Regions from separate parts of the Oryctolagus cuniculus genome. Here region 2 is linked to region 1. The links are chromatin contacts, called in public Micro-C maps. All regions are on one chromosome and are shown on one strand. The core of a region is the stretch at or near the end of the contact, and the rest is flanking DNA. Distances in the headings are between cores, read along the strand shown. Region 1 overlaps ANGPT4 (angiopoietin 4). Region 2 has its middle 21 kb from the start of ANGPT4.

Region 1 (2,674 bases), core at 112-2,611:
TGGACTGAACGTGGGGCTCACGGAGGCATCCTGATGCACACTGTGAGAGCACCCAGAGTACCACCTGCAGAGGACGGACAGGCACAGGGAGGAAGCAGATCAGAAGCTCCGTTAGGCCCTGAGTGCAGGGGCCAGTGTTGGGAGGGTGGCCACGGGTCAGCGAGTTCCTGAAGCAGTGGAGCTACGGCCAGCAGGGCTTCCACGGGGCTTCCGGAGCCCCTCCCCACCCCCTCCCTCTTGCTGGGGCAGGTGCTGAACCAGACGCTGCGCATGGAGAACCAGCTGCTGGAGACCTCCATGTCCACTAACAAGCTACAGAAGCAGCTGCAGCTGCAGAGCTGGGAGCTGCACCAGCTGCAGGGCCACAACAGGTGAGCACTGGCCCCGGCCCTCGACTCCCAGCCCCCAGCTCCTGCCCCAGCCAGACAGGCGCTCCGGTTGGAGTCAGAGCTGGGACCCAGGGCGGGCATTGGAGCCAGGGCTGAGGCTGGGGCGGGGGTGGCGTTGGAAGCTGGACTTGGGCTGGTGTCTGGGATAGGTTTGAGGCCAGAGCTGGGGGCCTGGATTTGGATTGGGGGGGGGTGCTTTGGGCTGAAGCTGGAGATGGAACTAGGCCAGGGTTGGAGTTGGGACTGGAGTGACTGGGCGTGGGTGCTGAGTTGGGCCAAGCTGGGGCCGTGGCAGGGCAGGGACCGGCTGGGGATAGGGACAGGCATTTTGCTTGGTTCTTTTGGTCTCCTTCTTTCCTCCTTTCTTTCCTTCTTTTTAAATTTCTTCTTTCTTCCTTTCTCCCTTTCTTTACTTTATACCATCTGACTGCTTTATTTGGATACAATTTGCACATCACGGGATTCACCCTGTGAATTTTAACTGCATTCACTTATTTGCAAGTAAATCAGTCTGACCCCGTGCTCCAGCTCCCGTTCCCAGAAGCAGCCGGGCTTCCCAGCGTCTTGTGTGCACAGCCAGGGAGTTTCTGCACAGTATGCAAATGTGCGCCAGGGGAACGCCCTCTAAATTACAAAGGGAAAAATAGTTCCAGAGTAGAGATAAGGCAGAGAACCCAGGCTGATTTCATCTGGGTTTCGGGCTGAGTGGAGCAGAAACTGCCAAGGTCAGGGTTCCGGGGGAGGCAAAAGTCCCCAGGGTACCGGCTGTAGGCCCGCCCCCAGGGCCAGGTAAAGCAGTCATTCACGCACTGTAGGGACATGGCCATGAGGATCGCCGGCTCCCTGTCCTGGGTGCAGTTCGGGTAGTGTTGTCCCTCTCCGCATTCCACTTCCCCCAGACCCCAAGTGGCGTGGCCAGGGACATTTTCACTTCCTTGATTGGCACCAGGTGCCAAGATCAGCGAAGATTGACAATGTCCACTGATAAGCTCTTGACCCTGGAACCCGGAACCTGGAACCTGAGTGTGTGCCCATTTGCGCCCTTGCGGGAGGACCCAGGCTCCGGGAGAAGGTCCTTCTGCCCGGGCTGGACTCCTTTTCAGTGTGCACAGTGAGTCGGCACGACTAGGTAGACACGAGAGGGGCCCTCCCAGGCCCAGCCCTCAGCCGCCACCCCGGCCAGAGGCGTCCTTTCAGTCGGGCCATCAACACGGTGTTTGTTTGTTTAGCTCTTTCCACGGCTCAGGCGCACCTGGAGTCGCTGGGCATACAGCAGTGAGCAAAGAGACAAACATTCCCGTGCTCACGGCACTGATATTCCAAGAGCCGATATTCCAGGGTTTCTTATGAACACCCAACCAAGTGTGGACAGGCCTTTTTGCTCCTTTTTAAGCCCAAATGTAGACCTCACTCTTCTACACTTCTTTTTTTCTGTTCCCTTGGAAACAGTTCACCACGCTGGCCCATTCTTCCCTCCAGCTCGGCCCTCTTGGGTGCACTCCTGCAGCCCCCAGTTAACGGATTGGGCGGGTGCTTAGCCAGGGATGCGGTGAGCTACCGGCCTGGGTCTCCTCTCACACCCACGTGAGCACGCCCGGAGGATCTGACACCCCAAGAGGAAGCCTTCTTTCTAAAATACCTGCTGACTTTCTAATCCGTGACAAGAGCGCCTGCTGCTTACACATCCTCAGACAACAGAGATCCTCCCAAAATCAAGGCGATAGCCCAGGCCTCCACCCCGCCCCTACCGCCTGCCCAGCGAGGGCCAGCGCAGGTGCCACGTGTCGCCCTCTGCTCTGTCTTCACCGGTGTCTCTACATTCATGCGAATTCCCTTCGTCTTTCTCTCTTCCCACTTATACCGGGTCATTCCCCACGAACCTGGGCGTGGCCCCGATTCTGTGCACATGCACGCTGCCTCCTTCCGCTCTGTGGCTGCAGCACCGAGCCACCCCGCCACTCCTCGCCATTGGGTGTCTAAGCCGATCCCTTTTCTACAAGGGTACATCCAAGGGCATGGTCCCCCATGCCCTCCTGGGAGTGGCTGCGGGTTCTAAAGCAGGCATAGCTGGGTTTTGATCACGGGTGCCTGCTTGCAGGTGTGTCTCTGCCATCCCATCTCTTTCCTCTCCTGGACCTCAATCCGTTTTACTCCGGGTCCGGGTCTCTCTTTTCTCCCCTGCTCCATCCGAGCCTACAGCGGGCCGGGCCCCAGGAGGAGGCGCGCAGGTGCGTTAGGGCGCCGCGGGCTCACCGCTGTGCGCCCTGCCCCGCAGCGCGCTGCAG
Region 2 (2,674 bases), core at 126-2,625, 36 kb before region 1:
TGGGCACCGGTTCAAGACCCGGCTGCTCCACTTCCCATCCAGCTCTCTGCTATGGCCTGGGAAAGCAGTAGAAGGTGGCCCAGGTCCTTGGGCCACTGCACCCACGTGAGAGACCCAGAAGAAGCTCCTGACTCCTGGCTTCGGATCAGCTCAGTTCTGGCTGTTGCAGTCATTTGGGGAGTGAACCAGAGGAACGGAAGACCTCTATTTCTGTGTCTCTACCTCTCTCTGTAACTCTGTCTTCCAAAGAAATAAAATAATTATTTAAAAACAAAAACAAAACAAGTCACCCTTCCTCCTGAGGCTCCACCCCCTCAGTCTCCCTTCTGCACGGACCAATTTCTGTTCCGTCCTGTAAGTCCCTGGCCACCAGGGGGCAGCACTGCCCCGGAGGTGGGAGGAGCATGACAGGGGCCTGGCGAGAACACGGGCCTGACAGCTCACCTCTCTGCAGCCCCACTGTGTACCAGGCACTGAGTACTGGGGTGGCTTAGCTCACGGGAGCCCCACAGCTCCGCACGAGGAAGCCACAGCCATCACCACCCGTCCTTCATCCCCATCTTACCTTCTCACCTTTTTTTTTTTTTAACCTGGGTATCAAGAGCTGAGTTTATCATTCTCAATTCTTGCAAACTATTGCTTAATTCAATGTAATTTCTCTCCTGACAGCCTCCCACTTCCTCCCCTCCCGGTCTACTCGGTGATCCTCACTCACCGGTTAAACGCATTGTTGGGGTTCTGTGGGTCGCACAGGGAGCTGCAGATCCCCTCCCATCTGTCTTTATTTGCTTCCCCTCTGCCCGGTGTGTCTGAGGCAACCCTGAGGTTTGCACTTCCTGACACTGGACGTGGATTGCTGCCCACCACTCACTTCCGGGGTCCCCCTCCCATCCCCTCTGCACCTGCAGGAGAATTGCTCCGGGATTTACCGAGGAGGAAAGCGCTGGGTCCCTGGACGTCCTCTTCTAAGGGCCCTCGGTACTGCCCCCGCCCTAAGGCCTAGCAGCACCTGCAGTCTCCCACTCTCACTCGCTAACCCTTGGTGCTCCCTGGTTTCCCCGTGCGTGTAGGGGGCGGGGGCTGCCTCGTCCTCCTGGAGCTTGCCTTTCCCTGGTGACTGCAGAGGCTGAGCGTCTATCATCACGCGTGTGCGCCACACTATCCCCATTTCACAGGACAGCCACTGGAGGCTCAGGTCCCGGGTGCTGGAAGTGGGAGCCAAGGGACCCCCCACAGGTCTGTGAGAGGCGGGGCCCCTGCTCTGAGCCCTCCCAGCAGGCCCCGCCCTCCCAGCGGGCAGCGATATATTTATCATCCGTTCAGCTGCCGACAACTTGCTGGCAGCTTCAGGATCTCAGGGGACTGTGGGCGGGGACAATGGCTCTGGGTAAACAGAAGCCGCTCCTGTGGGCTCCCCAGCGAGGCGGCGTGCAGTCAGGGAGGCGGGGCTTCATGGCGGCCCGGGGGCGGGGCGGGCGCTGGGGCATGGGGTCAGGGGGTGGCCAAGCGTGCCCCCAACAGTGAAGGATGCAGAGGAGGAAACAAGAGACAAAAGTCGCCAGGACTTCTGTCTGGTGTCAGCTGGGTGTTTCCCCACTCCTGGAATCCGACCCAAACTCCCCACAGTGGCTATGACGCCCTCCACAATCTCTCTCTCTTCCCCTCCGACCTCCTCTCCCGCCCTCTCCTCCTCGCCCCTCCAGCCATGCTGGCCTGATGGGCCCCTGGAACACACTGGGCTCATTCTGGCCTCAGAGCCCTTGCACCAGCTTGCCCTCTGCCTGCAATGCCCCCCCCCCCACCGGCCCCCATCTGCACCTGACTGGCTCCTCCTGTTCTTCTAGCTCCTGCTTCAGATGTCAGCTTGTCGAAGAGGCCTCCCTGGGACCTCATCTGAACGGCACGCGCCCCTCCAAGTTAGTCTTCTGCTTGGCCATTGCTATGAGTGAAGTTGTCTTCTTTAGTTCCGTCCTGGGCGGTTCACCTCCCCACCTGACTGCGCTCGGCCCTGAGCAGAACAGCACAGGGACGTCTGCCTCACTGCACCCTGAGGAGCCCCGCTCAGGGCAGACGCCAGGTCATCAGTGGTGGCACGAATGCAAGCAGCAAGGGAGGCACCAGGCCCAGGCCGCCCCGAGACAGACGGAGAGGAGAGCGCGGCACAGACGCGCAGTCACGCAGCTCAGGAGGTTGGCTGGGTGCGAGGCTGCCCACGGCACCACTCCGTACACGCCGTGCTGCACCGGGAGGGCCTCTTATCCCAAGCTCCCACCCCACCCCAGCGCGCTGTGTCCCTGCCCCTGCCGGGGCTTCCTGTGTTGGCCCACAGAGGTGCCTTCTCGTCCTGACGGCCTCCCCAGTGCCCTGGCCTATTGAGTCCTGCTCCTGCCCTCTAGGTAAGGCCGTGAGCTGCACCTGTGCGTTGGCAGGTGTACGCAGTTCATCCCTTGGTGTTGCTGAGCTGTGTTCCAGTGTCTGCGCTCAGACAGGGGCAAATCATTGTCTCCAGTTGTGGCGGAGCAGCAGAAAAGCCAATAGCAGGGGCCGCACGCAGATTTTAGCACGAACACAATTCTCATTCCTCAAGTAGGCCACTGGGTCATAGGAGAAACGTGTGCTTAATTAAAAAAAAAAAGTATTTATTTGAAAGGCGGTTATAGAAGCAGAAACAGGG

Evidence for each region. Hi-C and Micro-C count contacts between places; a contact is called where the count stands out from the background.
Region 2: a contact with region 1 is called in a Micro-C map of ear pinna, with 6 times the contacts expected there. The contact joins two enhancer-like sites. A contact is called at or near these places in 5 of 6 Hi-C or Micro-C datasets (ear pinna, embryonic fibroblasts, psoas muscle and 2 more).

The regions. Positions count from the first base shown.
Region 1 is chr11:26,877,503-26,880,176 of mOryCun1.1, reverse strand. ANGPT4 (angiopoietin 4) reads left to right here. Exons shown (of 9, transcript XM_008256189.4): 3 at 250-371; 4 at 2,665-2,674. Among named protein-coding and RNA genes, the nearest start is that of ANGPT4, 16 kb to the left of the region's middle. Within about 2 kb of position 1,361, at least 1 of the 8 cell types and tissues checked has an H3K27ac peak or open chromatin away from gene starts, as enhancers often do.
Region 2 is chr11:26,913,937-26,916,610 of mOryCun1.1, reverse strand. No RefSeq gene overlaps it. Among named protein-coding and RNA genes, the nearest start is that of ANGPT4, 21 kb to the right of the region's middle. Within about 2 kb of position 1,375, at least 3 of the 8 cell types and tissues checked have an H3K27ac peak or open chromatin away from gene starts, as enhancers often do.